Linked DNA regions of Triticum aestivum: region 1 is linked to region 2. The links are chromatin contacts, called in public Hi-C maps. All regions are on one chromosome and are shown on one strand. The core of a region is the stretch at or near the end of the contact, and the rest is flanking DNA. Distances in the headings are between cores, read along the strand shown. Region 1 holds the start of LOC123149894 (mitochondrial outer membrane porin-like). Region 2 holds the start of LOC123101919.

Region 1 (6,494 bases), core at 3,308-5,807, 220 kb after region 2:
TTCTCCTGAAGCTTGTGGGACACCATCAGCAACAGCTGGTCGCGGTTATTACTGTATACAACAACAAGAACAATAACAAACCATAAATTAGCACCACAGCAGGAAAGCAGAATCATTACCTTATTCAGCTAAGAGCATTAACGGAACCAAGCACAATTTAAAAGTGTGCCCAATTGCAAAACATACAAGCATGTGGGTTTCAATACTTACTACTGCAGTCCGGCGGTGAAGGCACTGCTGCTAATGGACCCTCCAACTGCATAGCTGTTGCGGAGAACATTCCCAGCGTCAACCTCCATTCGCCCGCCTAGGTTAAAGGCTTTGGTTCCAAAAAGACCGGACAAGGATAGCAAGGCGTCTCCATGGATAGGATGCATGCTGAGATTGGCTCGCACAGCAGCGTTCTCATAGAAGGCGTCAAGGGTCTATTGTAAGCAGAAACATCAAGATGAGCTCAACCGCATTCTCAGCAAGTTATAACAGCGCGAATACGAAAGTTCAAAGCTCTGGATGGGCTTACGATAGAAGAGTCGTGGAATGGATAGCACAATCGGACTTTTGGATCATAATCGGCACCAAACACACCAGGGAAGGAGAAAAGCGAGCTCACCTGCATCATTAACCATTGGGACTCAAGAGCAGGTACAAGTTGGACTAAAAGCCACAAGAATCATCAGCAGCTGTTGGTTACTTACATGTTTCGCAGAGTCTACTTTCACGTCGAGACCAATTGCTCCTTGGCGAAGCTTCAGCTGATGCCCAACAATTATCTGCATCGGAGACCTCTTCATGAACGAGGACAAGAGCTGCAAAAGGAAACGGCAGGTTAATCAATCAAAACAATAAAGCCAGTTTCAGCCATTTCAAACATGAAAGATTCTCATGCACTCACGGGTCCATCAGCACGCTGGGGCTCAACCAGTACGCTTATCACAGGCTCGAAATCCTTGAACATAACCTCCCTTGTCCGACGCCCGATCTCTTCAAACAAGCCAGGGTTATTGTTGGGAAAGAACCTCTCAATAAGAGCCTCCTCCACTCCTGGTTCAAGAAGTCCATGTTTTTGATCAGCAAGTCCTGCAAACACACAAACATCATCAGCAGATAAGGAGAAACTAACACCAACAAAACTAGAGGCGAAAGAGCTTACCAGTAATCAAACAAATGCCCACAATTACTGTTGCATAGTCAGAGACAAGCTCACACATGTTGTTAACCTTCTTTGGCCAGAAAGCAAGCTTCTCCAGCCTGCCAAGAAGATCACCGGCCTTTGAGGGGGGGCCTCTTTTAGTGTGGCCGCCATCTCATTCATGAGGTTGAAAATTTTCTCGGCAGTATCAGTGCTTGCTTCCTGGGACTTGACGCCAGCATCAACAACAGCCTTGATATCTTGCGAGAGTACCTCTAGGCGGTGCAGGGCCCTTTGCATCAACTCAGAGTTTGCTGTAGTGCTGGCCTCGATAAACATTTTCTGTTCTTTGGCAGATTTCTCAACAGCAGCCTTGACTTCTTTCAAGCTGTGCTCGAGGGAAGTCTTGAAATCAAGAAATTCTTCTCTGCAAAAATTGCAAGATCAGCATCAGGAAAGAACAATAACAACTATGAATCAGCTAATCAGCCAAACCAATAAAGATGACAGAGCATTTTTCTTCTAAAGTTAGATTAGATAAGCAGCTGGCAACTATACAATAAAATTCCAATAAATGTACAAGAACACAAAAAATTAACCAAGCTTGCATAAGGCCAAAACATGATTGCACATCACAATTGGTCAAAGTTTAGGTAACAACTGTTCAACTACATAACCAGTAGCAAATGCAAGGTAACAAGAAAAGACAGGAGAGTGAATCTTAGCAAGTGTTCATCAACCAACTGAACATATAGTCGAGATATCACTACAACAGCAAGCACAAGCAAAAAAGAATTAAAAAGACAGGAGAGTGAATCTTAGCAAGTGTTCATCAACCAACCAAACATATGGTCAGGAAATCACTACAACAGCAAGCACGAGCAAAAAAGAATTAACAGTTCATACAAAAATTAAATGAAGGAAACAAATCATACAGACCTGCTTTCATACCAGGACCAGAAATCAAATGAGTCTACCATAAAACATACAGCAATAAAAAGCTATGTTTGGTATTCAGTGGCATTCTCTCCACGGATAAGCTACTCATTCAGGATCTAGATTATACAGCAACAGCTCACGGCAATATAATTTTACCTTGAGATGTTGGTGCAGTCCTTGTCCACAGCTTTGAAGAAGTTCAATACGTTCTGTCCAATCCTGCTCATTTGCAGGGGCAGGGGGGTAAATCAAAAAACGCAATTGAGAGTAAGATCTAAAGGGGGTGAGCAGCACAGCAACATGCAGAAACTTACTGCCTTCCTTGGCGCGATTTGGCGGCCAACCCTCGTGCGATCCTCGCGAGGAAAGAGTTCAACGGCGCGTTTCCTGGCAGAACATCCTCATCCGCGCGATACCTTCAAACAAAACAGTCCAGAGAAGAATCAGAATTCATGTCACATGATGCAGCAACAAATCAGATAACATCAGCAGTTCAAATACAGTGATCCAACTACCTAACCAATCAAGGAAATCTACTGCCACACAAGAGAACCATACTGTCTGTTCTGCAACCATCATCATATTTCCTCAGAACACACAAATACAACGCCATACGTGTTGTGATGATAGACCAGTCAAAGGGAAACATCATGTTAGCCACGCATCGTGTCATGGGGCAAATGCATACACACTAGAGCATGCACATCAAAATGGTGCTCCCTTTTTTTTCCAATCTGATTTTGTCAAAATGCAAGCACCTGGTGCAAACAAATAGGTAGTGCCGCTCTAGCACACAATATGCAAAGAAGATCAAAATACTAGATCGCGAATTTCCTTAAGGAAGTTATAGGAGCACCAAACCAGCTTAAGCACAATAACAGCAGCAATGTTGGGGCAAGGCATAGTTCTCGCTAAAATGATACAACTCCTAGATGGGGAACAGTTCCTAGTCACTTCTTATAGCATGATATCGACAATTTCACCACCAACACCGACAGTTATCAGTTCACACACAACACAAAGCCCTAGATGTCAGCCAAATGACGCCGGCAGCACATCGTACAATAGTACACTGCTCAGAAGGCCTAATTAAACCACGAAATCGACCACAACACAGGGGAATTGCATCACACGCGTCACCAAACCGCACCAGCTCGAGGCTACACAGCACAACGCGGATCAAACCGTCCCATAGGAAGAATCTGGACGTGTCCAGAAGATAAGATGGATGGGGAAATGCGATGGTCACCTGTCCCAATCCTCACGATCCGCGAAGGTGTCCTCCTGGTAGCCATGGGGGTCTGCCTGTCCTCCCTGGTCCGCCGGCTCTCCCTCATCTCCATGGCCTCCCCTGAAAAATCGACGAGGGTGGTGAGGGGGGTCGAGGAGAAGAAGGGGGAGGTCAGATCGGGAGACGTTACCTCCTGCTGGCCATCGGAGTCCGGCCGGCGGTGTCGCGGCGGCAGCGGTAGGAGGTGCGGCGGTGGAGGAGGCGGAGCTAGGGTTCTGGATGGGGATGGGGATGGGGATGGTGGAGGGGTCGGGGAGGGGAAGTAGCGAAATGAGTCGGGTCGGGTGGGCGGCGCCGTGGAACTGGGTAGTCGTGCCCGGCCATCCCTTGGTCGGTGGGGGACGCCTGGGCCTTAGTGCGCGCGAAATGGTGCTGGGCCTTGGTCCGCGGGCGAAATGGTGCTGGGCCTTCGGCGGGCGAGATTGTGCTGGGCCTTGGTCGGCGGGCGAGATTGTACTGGGCCTTGGTCGGCGGGTGAAATTGTGCTGGGCTATGGCCAGTTTCCTTCCTCTTCCTCTTGGAAAGAAAGAAAGAAAGAAAGAGGAAACTGAGTTCGTCTCGGCTGCAGGGGAAGAAAAAAAAACGTCAGTCGGGCAAGAAATTTGCAACAAGATAGAATTACACAAACGAATCTCAAGTAACGCATCTATGATACGTAGCATACCATGGCTACCAGGAGGAGGAGACCTTGGCGGATCCTGACGGGCATGGTGAGTAGAACACCGCACCAAAAAACTTGCAGATCCAACGACTTTTGCTCCGAAAACTGTAGATCCAAAGAGGAGGTGGCCGGATCTGCAAAATCCATCCATGGGTGAGTACCAATGGATGGATTTCATCTTTCATGCAATTACAAACAACTCATGTAGGTACCACCATCTAGTTGAGAAAGATGTCTTTGACCTTCTTGGTACATCCATCCATCAATCCTGCTTCTGCCTTCCTGTCTTGAAGAGAAGAGAGGCCTCCATCCATCCATCCATGAATCCTGCTTTTGCCTTGTTGTGATGAAGAAAGGCAAAAGCAAGGAGAGGCCTCCATCCATCCATCCATCCATCCGTTGCTTGGCTGTGTTTTGTTTTTCAATCATGGAGAGAAGAGGGAGAGGAAGAAGAAGAAGAAGAAGATTGGGGCGGCTAGGGTTGGGTTGGGTTGGGACTTGGGAGAGAGGCTGGGAGGGAGGTAGGGGAAAGAGACGAGGCAACCCAAGTTATATATGGCAGCTGCGATGCGATAATTCAGCTCAGCCTCCCCCCCGGCTGAAGCTGAATCTTTTTTTTTTTTTGAGAAAGGGCTGAAGCTGAATCAGTAGCAGCCCTCACTCCCACTCCCCGGCCCACGAGCCAGCGACACAAGGACCGTGTCAGTCAGATGGGCTGTCCACGTCGCGGGGCCCACGCGGTTTCTGGTTGCGATTTTTTTGGGGGCAAAAGAAGGAAATCTTTTTTAGAGTATGGAATTAAAAGCAATTGCCCGTGATTAACTGCGACCGAAAAGAAAATCTTTTTTGTTATTACGCGAGTAATTAATTTCCTGGTCCGGTAAAACCGCGCGCATTATTAACCCATCATTTCCCTCCCTGGTCCGGTAAAAATTCTCCTCTCCGCCATGAATCCATCCTCGGACGTTTCCCACCGGCGGTGAGGTGCAATGCAAAGGCGTGACGCTCCACCTCTGCCGCCCAAAGTTGTGACGCTGCTGCATGCATCCCCACCGTGAGTGGTGTTATTTTCACTAAAGATAGTCATAGTGGGAGTGGGAGCAAGGGCATTTCTCTTTTCTTTTCTTTTCTTTTCTTGAGGGTGGGAGACATTGATGCGGTAACCGGACGTCTAAAGTTATTGTTTATATGTTCATCAGTAAATAACAGTTTAAAATTCAAATAAAGCCCGGTCCATACTGCACGCCGGATCACATGCACGATCACAACAAACAAAAGGCAAGTATGCTTACTTTTTTTTGCGAGATCAAAAGGGTTTTAATTCATTATGGTAGGGCTACAATCTCTTGGCAAGAGATCCTCAATACATTGGGGTCCTCTGACGAGCCACACAGCCGTAGCTCGCTCAAAGCGACTATACCTTGCTAGGCAATCTGCAGCACTGTTTTGAGTCTGTATTGATGTTTAAAAAAACACTGTTTTGAGACCTATGAAGTTTCCACGGAATAAACACCCTATCAACCACAAGGGACTTAATTTCAGCTACTAAGTGACCAAACAAAGATGCTTACTTTCCTTAAAAAAACAAAGATGCTTACTTCTTATATGCCCGGTCACAAAAAAAATATATCAATCTGGTAATCCATGCAAAAAAATAGATTTTCTGTCCTGTCGGACCGACAATCCTAGCCTCCACACTCAAGGTGTCGTCATCGTCGCATACGCATCCTCCGCCTCCTTCTCGTCACCTGCCACCTCCAACTCTCTTTCTGTCGTTGCAATATCTTGTAGCGGACGGCTTGCATAATCATTCTTACGTTGGCATCCAAAGCCTTCAAATTCAGGGTGTGTTTGGATTATGGTCAAAGTGCACCTTACCAAAATTTTGGTCATGACCCAAAGATTGGTCTTTGTTTGGATGGTTGCCAATTTTTTGGCATGCCAATAAACTCTAGTCAACTCTAGTTCATTTTTCTTACCAATGTTGGCCAAATCATGGGCAACCAAAACCTCAACCAAAATTTTGGCTAGCCAATGCTTTGGTTGGGCAACCTTGGGCACAAACCAAGCACACCCTCAATGTCAATATCTTGGTGTACTTTGCATTGGCTGCGATCTACACCTTCTTGTTTTTTTTGTGGATGTGCACCTTCTTTTCTCCGAGCTTCACCTTCTTCTCTTCGAGCATGGCCTTCTTCTTTGTCGCCTCCATCAATAATTTGAATCTCTCCGCCTTTTTTCCCTCCTTGGTGCCGGAGCGCTTGATTTATGCCTCCTCTTCCTCGACATGATGTCCGTCAACCTCTCCATCATCTTGACTGCCGCACCTTCTCACTTCCCCCTCTCCTCCTCCCACTTCTTTTCCTGGAACCCTCTTCTAACCTTCTTTGGCGGTTCTTTGTTGGGTCGGGTTTTTTTTTTGGAAAAGGAGGACATCCCCTGGCCTCTGCATCAAAATGATGCATTGGGTCCCT
Region 2 (6,397 bases), core at 3,202-5,701:
ACCTTCTCGGGGCCTAAGACAGGGAGACCCCTTATCTCCATATTTGTTTCTCTTCTGTGTTGAAGGGTTCTTAGCGCTGCTCAAGAAAGCCCAGAATGATAAAAAGCTAGCGGGAGTGAAGTTTGGGAGCACTGGCCCCCATATAACTCACCTTCTTTTTGCAGATGACAGTATTGTCTTTCTGGAAGGGACGAGGGAGAACATGGAGATGCTAAAACAGATTCTTGTGAAGTATGAAAAAGCGTCCGGCCAAAAGGTAAATTTGCAGAAGTCCTCTATCTTTTTTGGAAAGGGCAGCCAAGATGTAATGAAGGAGCAAATGAAGCAAATAGTGGGCATTCAGTCTGAAGCTTTGAGTGAACGATACTTGGGACTACCAACACTGGTTGGTAGGTCCAAGGAGGGGACGTTCAAACACGTCACGGAGTGCGCTAAAGGGAAAGTGTGCGGATGGAAGGGCCAAGGTTTATCCAAAGCAGCAAGGGAAGTTCTTGTTAAATCTGTGTTGCAAGCGACGCCGACCTATACCATGAGTTGTTTTCACCTCTCAAAGAAGATGTGCCGGAACCTGACTTCAATCTCGTCTAAATTCTGGTGGGGTGCAATGAATGGTGAGAGAAAGGTCCATTGGATCGCTGGGCAAAAGATGTGTGCGAGCAAGAGGGCTGGAGGCATGGGCTTTCGTGACCCGGAGGCTTTCAACCGAGCGTTGTTAGCGAAACAAGCATGGCGAATTCTTCAAGTTCCTAACTCTCTTTGTGCCAGAGTGCTTAAAGCTCGATATTTTAAGGATGAGTCAATATTGTCAGCATCCTGCCCGGCTTCTGGGTCTTTCACCTTTCGGAGTATATTGCATGGCCGAGATTTGCTAAGGGAGGGGTTGATCTGGAGAATAGGGTCGGGCACAAATATCAACATCCACCATGATGCATGGATCCCTCGCAATGGGAGCACAAAACCTCTCGGTCAGGTGTATATCCAGGGTATAACCAAAGTGTCTCACTTGATGAACCCTGATGGTAGATCCTGGAATGAGGAGTTGGTCGATCAGATGTTTATCGTTGCTGACGCTATCGATGTGAAACAGATTGCCATTGGTGGCCTGGCGATGGACGATCTTCTTGCATGGAATTTTACACGGGATGGTGTCTTCACAGTGAGGTCAGCGTACCACTTTCGGATGTCTCTAAACAGGGCACGATCCGGACAGCCGGAGCCTTCTAGTTCAGCGGCTATGCACAAAGGATACCTGTCGTTATGGGATACAAATGCGCCGGGTAAGGTCAAGATTCATATGTGGCGCATGATTCACAACGGTCTTGCGGTGGGAGCTGAACTTCACCGTCGTCGGATTAAGCCAGGAGTTTTTTGTGTTGTGTGCGCCCGGGAAGAGACGATGATGCATAGGTTTTGGGGCTGCCAACACTCCATCATGTTCTGGGACAAGTTGAGGAAGCAGGTGCGGCTGTCCCTGGATGCACCACCAAGCCACCTTCATTCTCAGCGCGGCCTTGCTTCCTGGTTACTTGACTGGTTCGCTCGAGCGTCCGGGGATGAGAAGGAGTTCATGCTCCAGGCTGCTTACAATCTTTGGCTGGCAAGAAACGACACGAGAGACGGGAGGAAGATAGCTCCACCCCATGAAATAATAGCGACAGTGCTGGTACAAGTAGCTGACTGGAACACAACTCATGAGACAAAGGCGCCACGACCGGAGCCAAAATCTATCCAGAAGTGGGAACCCCCGGCTGATGGATGGATTAAGATCAACTCCGACGGCACAATCTCTAGGCATGGAGAGAAAGGAGGTGGCGGTGCAGTTCTTCGCGATCATCAGGGGCGTTTCGAGCGGGACTATGCCAGTTTTTTCCTCACAGCAATGATCCGGAGATGGTGGAGGTTTTGGCATGCAGGCAAGCCGTTCAAGTGGCAAATGCCCTAAACTTTCCGCGGGTGCATGTCGAGCTTGATTGCTTGGCACTGGTCAAGATGCTCAACTCACCGCAAAGGAATTTGTCTGCTGCAGGCCCATGGGTAGAGGAGATAAAAGCGATGCTTAGGTCAAGAGAGGAGTCCAGGGTTTCTTGGGTTCATCGGTCCGGGAATGTTGCCGCTCACAAGTTAGCAAAAGTAGGGGTAGGGGAGAACCGTTCTGAGATTTGGGCGAATTCGCCACCAGATTTTATCTTAGATGTAATTTCAGATGACATTCCGAGTTTTGGTTAAATAAAGCGGCATGATTTCCCCCTAAAAAAACAAAACAACAGAGCTCCTTTTTTTTGAGGCAAAAATAACGGAGCTCCTATTCGGGGCGTTAAGCGTCAGGGAAGCGTCCAGGCACCCACACGCCATCGCTTGTGGGCTGCCCAATGTATGTCGAGCACTCGGTCGCATTTTAGCATGTCAACCGTTGACTTGTGAAAAAACTAAAAAAATCACAAAAAATGAAAAAATTGTGAATTCAAAAATGTTCATGGATTTTGGAAAAAGTTCACAAATTTGAAAAAAAAATCATTGAATTTTGCAAAAGAAATCGATTTGGGAAAAGAATATCGAATTTGCAAAAAAAAAACAATTTGAAAAAACTTCATTGAATTTGAAAAAAAGTTCATCGAATTTTAAAAAATTACTAAATTTGGAAAAAATTAATTGATTTTTTAAAAAGCTTATCAATTTTGCAAAAAAGAAATTCATCGATTTGAAGAAAAAGTTTACGATTAAAAAATAGTTCATCGAACCAGAAAAGGGAAAAAAGAAAAAAGAAAATTGAACATAAATATTATTAATTTACAGAACTTAGTAAGTTCATCATAGATATGCATGTTGTATGGCTAGTATGCACCTCCATATTTACATATTAGTATGAGATTAGCATACTGTTAGTGATATCATCAAGATTTATTTCTGAATTAATTTAATCAGAAAAATATTAATTTACCGAAGCACTTGGTATAGCTATTGCGAAAGATTTTATACTGGACCTTGTAAACCGACCTGGTAGTGTAGGCTATCCATGAGAGAGACCATCGGTCGGAACCACCTCATGAATGGCATATCACAAAGACTCAAGAGCAGGATGAAGGTGTTGCATTGTCAAAAAGAAGAAGAAAAAAGAAGAATGAACTCGTGTTAGGCATTTGTGTCCGAGAGAGCTTCACGGACAGAAATGCAAGCGTAGATGGCAGGAGCGAGAAAAACGTGCACCGACCATGACCCAGATGGACCGGCAGGGGGGAAAGATGATGATCATGCCGGCCAGCATCAATATGTGTTCGAAAGAGCTTATGTAGCTAGCGGGCAAAGACCATACAAGAAACATAGGCTTACAAGCCGATATAAGATGGATAGACCGTCCAATCCAAAGATAGAACTAGCAGCTAAGCTATATATATGATGACTAGTACAATCCTCATGACAAGCTAGTCTTGTTGGCACTAACATAAGCCACTCCCTCCGTCCCATAATATAAAAACATTAATATAAAAGCAATTTTGACACTAGTAAGTATGCTGTAGGAGAGGAAAGGTGTATTCAACTAGTAACTTTGTTCCACCAGTCCGCGACAGACTTTTTTGGTGGAACAAACACGAGCAAGCCGATGCCAACTCCAGTCAAAAGGCCATTCGTACATGCCCCCAAAAACTTGTAGTAAGTATTGCGTCTTTCGTGGCGTCGACAAAAACGCCTGCAAAACAATACAATACAAAAACAATATATACGGATGAGATGGAATATAGTACAACTTTGATGAATTGGATTTGTAGTAGCTTAACGAAAGACGTTTCTGTAGCTTAGTCTTAGTATTATCTATTTGGATTGTACTAAGATTAGGCTGCAAAAACGTCCAATACAAGTACTCCCTCCGTTCCAAAATCTTTGTCTTAGATTCGCCTAGATACATCCGTATTTAGACGAATCTAAGACAAGAATGGGACGGAGGGAGTACATGACAAGAGACAATATGCGAAATAATAATAATCAAATGAGACAAGATAGATAGTTACCAGATTGGGTCTTGGGGTCTAGGGTTGATTTGGGAGGAGAGGCGCTGCATGAGAAGCATGTACTCGCGACTCATCCTGCGCGGGACATCGTAGGTGGTAACCATGCCATGCACCTTGTCGAACAGCTCCTCTTTGGCCTTGTCGATCTCCGCCACGCGGGCCGCGGCGTCCCTCATCTCCTCCGGGCTGCAGGGCTTGGTGTGGGCGAGCCGCACCCTTGCCGCCGCCACGGGCGCTCGCCGGAGCAAAGCGCCACCGCCGAATCTCATCGCCGCCGCCATCGACTTCTTCACTTGATGCCTGATGATCCTCTCGATCGATTCTACTCCAGTATATATCAGATCAGAGGGAGGCGCCTTCGTTTCCGTCTCCAACACGAAAGCAAGAAGGGGATCTCAATCTGGAGATCGATTAGGGGAGCTCTTTTTCCTTTTCCTTTTTTTTTAGTCTACACGAACACAAAGCTCTTTTTCCCTTGCTCGCTCGCCCCAGGTATATACTCCAGCACAAGGCCCAGCCCACGTACACAGTCCACTTCGGCAGTTTTCAGGGACCTCCTAGTCAGCGCTTCAGGCGCCAGATGAGCCAACTGGCGCTCACTGCGGCACGCCAGTGGGCCGGCCCAGGAACAGCAGCGCAAAAAGTAATAGCGCGAGAAAAATATCAAACAATTGGCTGCCGGCTGCCGCATGGAATCAAACCGGAGACATTCAGATCAGAGCGCGCTCGGCTGACCACTTGTGGCACAACGACCATTTGTCAAAAATGATGCGCGTACATATAATGAACACAATAGTTGCCGTGCTATTTAGGAAAACTTGATTTCTTTTCAAGCATAAACCTGAACAAAACTTCAATGTCCACAGATTTAAAAAATATCCCGAATTAGAAAAAAAGTTCACGTATTCAAAAAAGTAGACGGATTCAAAAAAGTTCATGAAATTGAAAAAAGTTCATCAAATTTGAAAAGGAGTTCACTAAATTTAAAAAAAGTTCATGGAATTTCCAAAAAGTTCACCAACCTTTCAATAAAAGTTCATCATTTTTTTTGAAAACCAATAGATTTTGAAAAAAGTTCATAGATTTTGGAAAAAGTTCATCTTAATTTAAAAAGTTCATTGAAGTTGAAAAGAGTTCTTCAAATTTGAAAAAAGTTCACCAAATTTGAAAAGAGTTCATCGAATTTGATTTTTTGATCAATTTAGAAAAGAAATCACGAATTTAGAAAAAAGAACGCATTAAATAAAACAAAAGAAAGAAACAGAAAAGGATAAGAAAGAGAAAATTAAAGAAAAATATAGAAAATGCAAACAAGAAAGAGAAAAAAGACAAAGAAAGAAAGAACAAAAAGGGCAAATGGGAGAAACTTAGCAAAGGAGGTGTGTTGTCCTAGGTGGTTAGCAAGTTGACAAAAGCTTACGAGAATTAAAAAAGGTTCATAAATTATAAACATTTCACTAATTTCAGAAAAGTTAATGAATTTAAAAAAGTTCACCAGTTTGAAAAACGTTCACGGATAAAAAAAGTTCACGAAATACAAAATAGTTCAAGAAAATTGAAAAAAGTTCATCGATATTGAAATAAAGTTCATCGATTTTCATAAAAGTTCACAGATTTTGAAAAAAGTTCAACGAATATGAAAAAGGTTTATCAAATTTGAAAAATAATTCATCAACTTTTAAAGAAAAGTTAATCAATTTCGCAGAAAAAGTTCATCAAACCAGGAAAAAGAAAAAAAAGGAAAGTAACAGTAGAAGTAATAAAAGAATAGCAAAGTTGAAAATATCAAACGTGGTTGAGAGGCGTGGTGGTTAGGTCATTGCGTCACGGCACAGGAGGTCAGTGGTTCGACTCACCCCGCAAGAGCACTTGTTTTACTCTTTTGAAAACAGAAGAAGAAGAAAAACTACTGCAGTGTGAAACAGATAAATGGGCCAGCCCACCTAACGCGGTTGCAGGCGTCGGTTAGGAAAATTGCCCTTAACCGGCGCCTGCAGCGCCGAATAGGAAATACCCGTTTTCATTCCTCCCCTCAAAAAAAAAGGTGATTCGAGGATGAACTCGTGGGAGGTGGAGGAGATGCCAAAAGAGTTAGGGGATCTCGAAAGAGGATCTCGACGGCATGGTGGTTAACGATGAGGAGGCGATCACGGAAAGGACAACATGGTGGATGGCCATAGCCCGAGTTCATATAAAAAAACTATTTCCAGTTTTGGTTCTTTAAGAACATGAGGGTAGCCTGGGGGCCTGGACAAGGAGGTGAAGATTCGGCGGACAACTTGTACACATTGCAGTTCTCTTGCCTTTGGGATTGGGAGAGAGTGATGGAAAAGGGGTCTTGGACTTTCCGTGGCAACCCTATCATGTTATGTGTGTCTTTCGGACTTGTGTGC

What was found. Hi-C and Micro-C count contacts between places; a contact is called where the count stands out from the background.
Region 1: a Hi-C map of leaf shows a contact between it and region 2, with 4 times the contacts expected there. The contact joins the promoter of LOC123149894 here to the promoter of LOC123101919 in region 2. A contact is called at or near these places in 2 of 5 Hi-C or Micro-C datasets (both in leaf).

The regions. Positions count from the first base shown.
Region 1 is chr1B:694,749,383-694,755,876 of IWGSC CS RefSeq v2.1, forward strand. It overlaps LOC123149894 (mitochondrial outer membrane porin-like), which reads right to left and starts at 4,558. Exons shown (of 12, transcript XM_044569672.1): 1 at 4,263-4,558; 2 at 4,024-4,154; 3 at 3,490-3,921; 4 at 3,318-3,419; 5 at 2,383-2,484; 6 at 2,225-2,287; 7 at 1,151-1,556; 8 at 893-1,077; 9 at 696-806; 10 at 521-610; 11 at 211-425; 12 at 1-51. The coding sequence starts at 1,208.
Region 2 is chr1B:694,531,846-694,538,242 of IWGSC CS RefSeq v2.1, forward strand. LOC123101919 reads right to left here and starts at 4,452. Exons shown (of 2, transcript XM_044523164.1): 1 at 4,005-4,452; 2 at 3,308-3,685. The coding sequence starts at 4,285. The coding sequence ends at 3,532.